Regions from separate parts of the Zea mays genome. Here region 1 is linked to region 2. The links are chromatin contacts, called in public Hi-C maps. All regions are on one chromosome and are shown on one strand. Each heading gives the region's core, a stretch centred on a gene start, on an enhancer-like site or on the middle of the called end of the contact. The rest is flanking DNA. Distances are from core to core; before and after follow the strand shown.

The links. Hi-C and Micro-C count contacts between places; a contact is called where the count stands out from the background.
Region 1: a contact with region 2 is called in a Hi-C map of ear, with 3 times the contacts expected there. The contact joins the promoter of LOC100193510 here to the promoter of LOC103654804 in region 2. A contact is called at or near these places in 4 of 25 Hi-C or Micro-C datasets (ear, tassel and an unstated tissue) and 1 of 3 datasets of contacts at active chromatin or transcription factors (leaf).

What each region holds. Positions count from the first base shown.
Region 1 is chr4:238,911,173-238,916,119 of Zm-B73-REFERENCE-NAM-5.0, forward strand. It overlaps LOC100193510 (U-box domain-containing protein 34), which reads right to left and starts at 2,473. Exons shown (of 9, transcript NM_001309882.1): 1 at 2,133-2,473; 2 at 1,902-2,035; 3 at 1,677-1,792; 4 at 704-825; 5 at 321-610; 6 at 132-233. The coding sequence starts at 2,301.
Region 2 is chr4:238,771,214-238,776,031 of Zm-B73-REFERENCE-NAM-5.0, forward strand. It overlaps LOC103654804 (beta-galactosidase 4), which reads left to right and starts at 2,857. Exons shown (of 16, transcript XM_008681616.4): 1 at 2,857-3,406; 2 at 3,502-3,710; 3 at 3,798-3,864; 4 at 4,008-4,100; 5 at 4,205-4,348; 6 at 4,474-4,562; 7 at 4,664-4,769. The coding sequence starts at 3,200.

The sequences.
Region 1 (4,947 bases), core at 1,223-3,722, 140 kb after region 2:
AGTATAAAGTTTTAGCTATTCAGTGGAGATTATCCACAACATAAAGATGTACACTATTTGAATACAATAGCCATTTGGCAATCATCAGAAAATCATTGGAGATACAAAAATATTCAGGAAAAAAGTTTAACCTTTTTCTTAACACTAACAAGGTTTGCACAAGCTTTATCATAGACTACTAAGGTTTCCTGCAGCTCCTTCCTTAGTTTGGACACATCATCCGTAGATTGGCACTGTAACGTAAACAAAAAACATGTTTAGCATGTCTTAGAAGCAAAGCAACGGCATCTCGAAGTTTCACGGACGACAATATATCTGACCTCTTCGCTGGAGTTTGAGGCAACCCAAGGATCTTCCCCCCAGGAGCTAAGAGAATCGTAGTTCTTACTTCCTTCGGTTGCTGCATAATTTACTCCTGAACTTCCTGAAGCAACTTGTTCAGAACTTTCTGAACTTGAAACAACATTGGAAGCACTATGTGAGCTGTGGGACTGGGAGAATGAATCTGATTGTGCTTCATCGTCACCAAAGTTGTCAAACAGTAAACTCCTGTGTGATAGTGCAAATGTTTCATGACTAATGGACTCGATCCTCAAGTTTCTGTTAGACTCTGCAAAATTGATATCCCAAAGACAAAACGAGGTTGTTAAACAAGAAAAATGAAACACGGCATAGGAGCAGTATATGCGGCAGAAGAACACACCACTCGTTTGAGGATATCTTGCGAGTTTCATAATTAGTCTCCGTTTGGACACAACAAATACATTGCATGAATTTTGCGTAGCTTGAATGACAGTACCGGGGACATCTGGGATGCTCAGCGCCCTGCAAAATGGACAATGCGACAATTGATGCCTTACTGCAAAAATTACGATATATACATATAAATAGCTTTGTCAATCGGTATAAGCAGAGGTGACAAATTATTAAATACAAATTTGTAAAAACAGCAGAGCGGAATTATCATGCAGGCTCTGAATTAGTTAGATACAGTTACTGTACAACGAGAAAAACATTTCTAAAACCAACAGAGAAGAACAAAGACAGTAAATCAAATGTGGAAGCCAGCACTAGAAGAAAGTGCACCCAAAAGTAAGGGTTTGTTTGGATTGGGGATAAGGTTGGAAGGGTTGGTCTTATCCATGTTTACATATATAGGCACATAAGCCAGCTCTCCGTAATATATCTGTCCTATCTGGTGTTGTGTTTTTCTGACATTCTTAGATTTCATCAGCTTCTTCAGTTCCGTTACTGACGAAGTTAGAGCTCGGATTCGGGATTGGAATTCATTTGAACTCGACGACTATAGACTTTAGAGCGGACCCATGGCGGCAGGCCGGCCTAGCGGTGGCAGTGGGGCACTGGGGCTACCGCCGGCTAGGGTGTTGGAGGTTGCCAGAGGAGGCCGGCCGGGTAAGATAGGACTATAGGAGACACGGACACAAGGTAACCATGGAGGCGGCAGCAGAACCAGCAGTGGACGCTCGAGGAACCTATCCTGCTCCTGCCGCGGAATGCAGGGGCATCAACACGTGTGGACACCGTCAGGGGTGTCTCCGTGGATCGGAGCTTGTGGACGAACGACGGACGATGGTGATTGAGCTAAAACGCTCGATTTCTTCCATTGCTAAACAAGTAAACATATAAACCCTTAAAAATGAAAAACAAAAACTCACCTCCGAAACCAGCGGAAGGACGCCGAGCCGAGCACCAGGCTCCGTACGCCGGACTCCCGTATGTACCGCAGCAGCGCCTCCGCGACACCGTCGCCTTCAACCACTACCGTCTCCACCTGCGCGCGCGGAGAAATCCCATTCCAGTCACACCAAAACACAGGCTGCGCTACGCTTAAAATGCGAGCTGTCTGTTAGGGTATTCTGCTGCGCGCACGACGCACTCACGGTGACGTTCGCGAGGCCACAGCAGTAGAGGCGGCGGAACGGGAGCAGCGCCTCCTCCGCGCGTGCGCGCCGGTCCCACGCGTACGCCTCCGCCGGCTCCCTTCCCACCAGCGGCATCGGCACCCGCTCCCCCGCTGCGCCGCCGCCGCAGCGGCAGATCATGTCAGCTCGCGCACATTTCGGAATGGGGAACCGATGAACAAACAGCTGAGATAGTGGAGGGGAGCTTACTCGGAGAAGGCTCGTAGGAGAGCTCGGGGATGACGTGGACGACAGTGATCGCGGTGGCGCGCCCGTTGCCCGGGAGTCCCGCGGCCACCCACCGCGCGGCGAGGCGGCTGCCGCTGCCGCCGGGGCGCACAGCGACGGCAACGGTCGGCGGTGCGCCGCCGGAGGCCATTGGTTTCGGTCTAAAACTGAAGGGTGTCGCGCCGCCGTTAGTAGGGGACGATGTAGCGGCTGTGGCGGGCGAGATGTCCCGCTCCGCTAGACGCGGTGACGCAGGTGCAGCCCTCCGGCCTGCAGGGTGTTTGAAAATTGAGAGCACGCGGGGATCCGCTTGGCATGCCTGTAGATCAAAACTCCAAATAAAATTTGGTTACATCATGCTAAACACTAAATTTTTAGGGTACCTTTTTTCTACCCTAAAATCCTTTAAAAAAAGCAAGCCTGCATATATAGTTTGAAAGTATTTACAACATGAGTCTACAGTTGCTCCACTTAAAGTTTTTAGAAAAGGAGCTGCTTACTCATAAAATTGTGGGCTTGCAAAATAGGGATGGGGCAGAGTTGGAATGTAGACCGAGTCATTCAAGATGGGCTATAGTATTGTCCTTTTGTAAGCCATCGGCAAGCTTTATTAATAGCAGCAAGCTTTATTCAAAGTGTGCTTGTGAAGACCATGGAAAAAATATTGGTGATTGTTGATGTATTTAGCCATTGGCTATTGTGAAGGGCTTTTATGGTTAGCCTTGTGGAAGATTCGTCAAGAGTGACTACAGGGAAATTAATCATGGTTTGAAGAGATCCTTGGTGATCTACTGTCTTTTGTGAAGTGGTGATTATAGGATCCACTTCAATGGAGACACATGTTGCCATCTAGCAACCAAACCCTAGGGGGAAATTATGTCAATTGCACTTGCCATTTTTCTATCTCAACACTCGAATACACAATTGTTATCTTGTGCTTGTGTTGTCGATTGCCTAGTTGTAGCTAGCTTTGTGTATCTCTCATGTTGTAGCCTTGACTATTTAGCTCCTATTTTTTGTTTTCGATGTTAGATTTGCTCTAGTGAGTAGTAGTTTAGTTGTTCTCTCTGTTAGCTCACTAGTAGCTAGGTGTAGTTCTAGTTGCTTGTTTGTTTGAGTGCTTAATTACTTGTTCTTACAAATAGACATGTGTAGGGGGCTTGTGTTGTATTATGTTAATTAGGCTAGATAAAGCATAGGATCATAGTTTGAACTAACCTTTTGCGTAGTGTTTTGATCTTGAAGGATTTTTTAATTAGGTTATTGACCCACCACTATCCATTCATAGATCCTTTGAGCATCATTCTGTCTCATGGCCCTAGTGAGGCCCTAATGCATGGTGTCTACGATAGCCCCTGCTACATAGCTTTTGCAACAGTGAGGTCACCCTAGTGGTGATATGGAAAATGTGATGTGTTCGTCTTCTGTGATTTGATATGTGATGGGGTAAATCAATTTATGATTTATTCATTTTTTTGTGATTCGATTTGTGATGTGGATGGATGGATGGATGGATCTATGTTTTGTTTATAGTCTATGATTCAATGTGTGATGTGAGATTTGTTCACTGTCTATGTTCAATGTGTGATTTGTTCATTTGTTTGTTGTTGGCATCAGCTGCTCCTGCACAAGGCTGGTAGTGGGGATGGCATCTATTGCATGAGTCTCAGTTGCGTCGGTTATCGCCACGAGGGTGCTTTTCAAATATTTATCATTGTTGGGTGGAAAGACCGACACTATAATTGGCTAGACACCATTGTTGTCTGCTCATTGTCAGCCTAAAATTCGGTAGCGATGTTGGATTGCAGACCATCAATAAATGACAAATCTACCATAATGTCTTGAGATATAAATATACGAGTAGCTACACACCCTTTGAGTAGAAATGATTTTTCCTATATATACAAGTGTCGAACTTAAAACCAAGAATGTGATAACTGGATGATATCATGTTTGAGACAAAATATAAGGATAAACATGTTAACATGGGAGAAGACATATTGTAGCTCAAGTTTGAGGCACAAATATGATTCTAGCATGATGAGTTACCGTTGTTTGGGGTAGTTCACCTAGTTTTCCTATGACTAACATTTGGTGATTTCCTGCTTACTATATACCTAGTGTTGTCTTTAATGGTGAGTTTCTCTTTTGAATTGTTTAAAACTGAATCAAAATGCTTACACTTCACATATCTTGTGTATATAATCAGTTTGAGCATTTGCTAGCACGTGCATTTATTGCTGCACAAAGAGCACAACACCACTTAGAGCATTTTTACACTCTGACTGGTATACTTTTGAAGGTCCTGTATTTCTCCTCTCTTTTGCATTTTTGCATTTTCTTAGGGGGAGTTCTCTTGTCAAGGGGAGGATTTGTTTCTACTCTTGTTTGTGCTTGATGGTCCATTTGTCAACAAGGGGTAGACTGAGATTTTCGGTCCCCTAACAAGAGGGAGAGATTTGTGACTTTCAGGCTCCCATCAAAGGGGGAGAGAATTTGAGATTTGATGTTTTCAGCTTTTTAAGCCTGGAGTCCTTTCAAGGGGGGTTGTCTGGTGCTTTAGGAGAGGCTTTGAGCATGTTGAGTTTCCTTCGAGGGGGAGAGTTTCTAAGCTTTGGAGGTTTCGCTAGTTGTCTTGAGCCATTTGCCTCTTTCTGGAAGAACAACCTTTGATTTCAGCTTTTATGTTGATTTTGTGTCTGCTGGGCAGTGGTGTTGAGCTTTGTTTTTGCCTCTTCTTGATGACTAGCATTTTCTGCTTCGGCGTGTTGAGTCGTTGCCCATTTCTTTGGGGACC
Region 2 (4,818 bases), core at 1,607-4,106:
AGCATAATATTGATGACATAATGCTGACCTTCAAAGCATAATGCGGATAGCTTCATGCCAATTTTTACAAACAGAAAGGATAATTTTCAGCAAAGAGACACAAAAGGAAGACCTTCGAATGGATTATCCTCAAAAATCCATTTGAAGGTCGGGGGCTACACCCATTGGGTGCACCTTCGGTGCACCCCATGGATTATCATTCCAAGCCAAGATAGTGCCGACTTCTAAGGCGTGGGACAAGATTAAAAACAAGGCCGACCCTCAACCAAAACGCAGGAGCACAAATGGAAATAATTTCTGGGGAAGACCTTCGAGTAGATTATTTTCTAAAATCTACTCGAAGCTCGGGGGCTACACCCACCCAATGAAGTTCAGAATCTTACAAATTGAAATGCCGACCTCTAAGGCACAAGCACGAAACAAAGCTTCGGTTTACGAGTGAACAAAGCAGGAGGAGACAATAAGAAGTCATTTTCTTCAAATCACCTGCAAGCTGGACCTGGGATCTTTGGGCTGATTACCTCTAAATTAACCCAAAGATCGGGGGCTTGTGGGGGATAGATATCCCCCGGGTCCACTAAAAGAGTAAAAGACCTCACGAAAGGCCCAAGGGCCCAATAAATCGTAAGGTCATTCTTTCGTGGGCCTGGGGAGAGACAACCAGCAAAGCAGATCGACATGAGGCCGGATTGGTGCAAACCCGGACGACCCGCAACGTCGAGCGAGTGACCACAACGGAGATCCGACTTTCCCGCGTTGGAGCCCCCATGCAACGGAGCCATGCGAGGATAAGTCGGCAGAACTACAAGGAGATAAACTCAAGCAGTTCACTATATTTTAGCTACACATTGTTATCATATCCACATGTATTGCCCCACGGTCGAGTATATAAGGCCTAGGGGGCACCCCTTCAGATCGATCGACCCTATTACTTAGCCACCCACCTCAATTCTCTGCATTCTCAATTCAGAGAGTTCTCTTGTAACCTTGTCCACCAAGCATACTCACCAGGACGTAGGGTGTTACGCGTCTCTAAGCGGCCCGAACCTGCAAACATTGTCCACTGTCCCTCGTGCATCTGGCACGAACCATTTTGCTACAGTCATCGACACCGTCCTACTCCTAAAAACACCTTGAGGGGCATCCCCGGGTGTGCGGTCGGACCCAAAACACCGACAACGCCATTAAAAAAATGTCTTAGAACTACTAAATAGCTTATATTATTGAGGGTGTCCTAATTGACATACCTTCAGGCAACCCAAACTTCTAATTCATTTTGACAATATTAAATTGCATGCATCAACCATTTTTACTCAAAAAGCTTAAGCTTCAGACAACCCAAACTTGTTGCTACAATGCGTGAAGAAATTGAATTAAATGAAAAATAATAGCTTCATCGACTCCTAATTCATTTTGGTAGCACAAGCAAAGCAAATGCAACCTTCAAAATAAATATTATTTCTTAGAGCTCTCAATACTTTTGTTTGACTGAGGTAAACTCAAGCTTTATATACAGAAAGCCAAAGCTGATTCTAACGGAGTACCTATCAGGGCTCCTAAGTCCATTATAGATATCTAAATAATACTGTAGCATCTCCAACAAAGTTACCTATACTCTATACTCATTTTAAATGTAATGTGGAAAGTATCATTATATAGATTTGGGTGTCTGGTTGGACACGATAACATTTGAGTCTCGTCTTTCGGCTGACTGCGTAACCCAAACATATATTTAGATTCCCATTTTTTGCATATCCCTATTGGAGTTAAACTAAGAGTGTCGCATCACAAAGTGACAATGTTGGGTTGCAAACGTACAAAGAAACAAGCCAAACTCCAAACAACTATAAATACAATGGTTTTCTCTTGAAACGTTAAAAATACTAAGCTACCAAATATAACCCTAAACAGAAAGCATGCTAAGGTTTTAAGGCTATCCGCACTCATGAAACCCTAAATTTCTACTCTAAAAGGAATATTTCATCCTGGTCAGCGAGATTCTCTACTCTATTCAACAATTCTCCGCGGTCACAATTACTCTATATATCTACCCCATACCCCACACTATTCTATCCCCTCCCAGCCCCCACCGCGCCTGCCACTGTGCCCGGGCCCACCTCCACCGCGCCTGCCTACCACTGTGTACGTTGTGCCATGCAAAGAAGATGAGAGAGACTATAGAGTTGGGCGGAAGAGTGCGCTAGATTTAGAGTTTTCCCAGCTACTGTTGCATTTAGCGTCGGGCTGAAGTTTCCCCGCTGCAGCACATTTGTTGACTCTATACCTTTAGAGTTGTGTTTACCGTCCGTGGCTGCGGACAGCCTTAAGATCACAAAAGGGCTGATTCCAAGTAGCAGAACTAGCACCTCGAGCAACCAAAGTCCTCGTTCTTCAAATTTTATCATCCATATAACTGACATCCTTGTCATTTGACATGATTTACCATTTATGCATAAACATAAATATTTCACAAAAAAACTTCCTTAGAACTTTTTTGGATTTTTTTGTCACTCACAGTCTCCATCTTCTACCATTCTATAGACCCCCACGGCACCACGCAGTTACGGCAAATTTGAAGAGTTTTGGTCCAAAACTTTAACGGAAAAAAGACAAAAAAAAAGGAAAAGGGAACACGGACAGGTGCTTGCTGCTTGGCTATGCTGTGGGCCCACCTCTTTTTTTCCCCTTCACTTCTCTCGTCACTCTTTCTGAAACGCGCGTGTATGGGTGTGTTGCTCGAAACGCGTGTTCTTTGGACGTGCGGTGATATCTGGATACGACGTGAGGTGACTGGTGTCCATACGCCAGTGTTTCTGACATAGTTAAAATAAGTTTTTCTTAAAAAAAGCATCTCTCTTCCCCCACACTCCACCATTCCCGTGGACGCGCGCACACACTCCACGGCCCAAGCTCGGCACCTCGCCGGCGGCAAACCAATCCAAAAAGCGGCGGCACAAACAAGATTATGCAAACGGGGGTTAAAATTCCCCCGTCGCAGTTGCCCGCCCTCCTCTAGTCTAGATAAAAAAACTCGCCACCTCACGCCCTTCCCATCCATCCCATCGCCACTCCACTCGCACTCGGCCAAGAAAGAAGCGGCAGGTCACTGCCCACTGCTGCTCCAGGAGCGAGAAAGGCCAGCCAAGGAGGGAGCTTTGCTTTCAGGAGGAGAGGAGCGGCGAGGTGGGCGGCGGGCGCCATGGCCGCAGCGCCGCGTAGTCTTGTCACCTGCAGCGGCGGGGGCAGTAGCAGTAGTCGCATCCTGCTCGCCGTCTTCCTGGCGGCCGCCCTCTTGGCGTCCGCGGCCAATGCGGCCGTCTCGTACGACCACCGCTCCCTCGTCATCAACGGCCGCCGCCGCATCCTCATCTCCGGCTCTATCCACTACCCGAGAAGCGCCCCCGAGGTACCGTGCTCGTGCGAGCTCGCCCTCCATGTCCTCCACGGCCGTCTCTAGTCTCGCCTCGACTGATCGATTCGTGCTCTCCGAGCCGGATGCAGATGTGGCCCGGGCTGATCCAGAAGGCCAAGGACGGCGGCCTCGACGTCGTCCAGACCTACGTCTTCTGGAACGGGCACGAGCCGGCGCAGGGGCAGTACTACTTCGCCGACCGCTACGACCTCGTCCGCTTCGTCAAGCTCGTCAGGCAGGCCGGCCTCTACGTCCACCTCCGCGTCGGCCCCTACGTCTGCGCGGAGTGGAACTTCGGGTACCGGCCACCACCACCAAGTACCAACACAACACTCTTGCAGACTCTGAAAATCGTAGCCGACGTCTGTACCTGTTCTTTTTTCAGTGGCTTTCCAGTTTGGCTCAAGTATGTGCCGGGCATCAGGTTCAGGACAGACAATGGCCCATTCAAGGTACCAGTGTTCTAGTTTCACCCAAAGAGATTTGAATTGTTTTTTTTTTGGTTATGGCCAATTTTTTTTTGTCATTCTTTCACTTTGCACCAATTGGGGTGGCAGTGATGTGTGCCTGATTTATTTATTTTTTTTAACGGCAGGCGGCAATGCAGAAGTTCGTGGAGAAGATAGTGTCCATGATGAAGTCGGAGGGGCTGTTCGAGTGGCAGGGAGGCCCGATCATCATGGCTCAGGTGTGCACCACACCACCGTCACATTTCCAGTGCAAACTTGCAAACGCAACTCGAAACTGGAGCAGAACTTTTAGAGCCTTCATCCGGCCACGCGCTATGCGCAGGTGGAGAACGAGTTCGGGCCAATGGAGTCCGTCGTGGGCAGTGGCGGCAAGCCATACGCTCACTGGGCGGCCCAGATGGCTGTCGGGACCAACGCCGGCGTGCCGTGGGTGATGTGCAAGCAGGATGACGCCCCGGACCCCGTGGTATGTTCGGTTGCTCGCACGCACGCTGCAATGGCTGATGTGCAGATCAACTGTCGAGTACCTGGATTTCTTATGTGCAGCTTAACAGCTTCCAGTTCTTACTCTGTGTAAGCCGGTCACTGCAGATCAACACTTGCAATGGCTTCTACTGCGACTACTTCACGCCAAACAACAAGCACAAGCCGACCATGTGGACCGAAGCCTGGACTGGATGGTATTCCCCCCTTGATCCAAGCCATGCCGATCTCCCGAAAAACGCGTTTCGGTATCTGAGAATGGCCTGATTTTTCTTTTTATAATCTTCCAACACCAAAGGTTCACCAAGTTCGGCGGCGCGGCGCCTCACCGGCCGGTGGAGGACCTGGCCTTCGCCGTGGCACGGTTCGTTCAGAAAGGAGGCTCCTTCGTGAACTACTACATGGTGAGCACGCCGCCATGCTGGTCACACCAATGCTGTTTTCGCTGCTGCT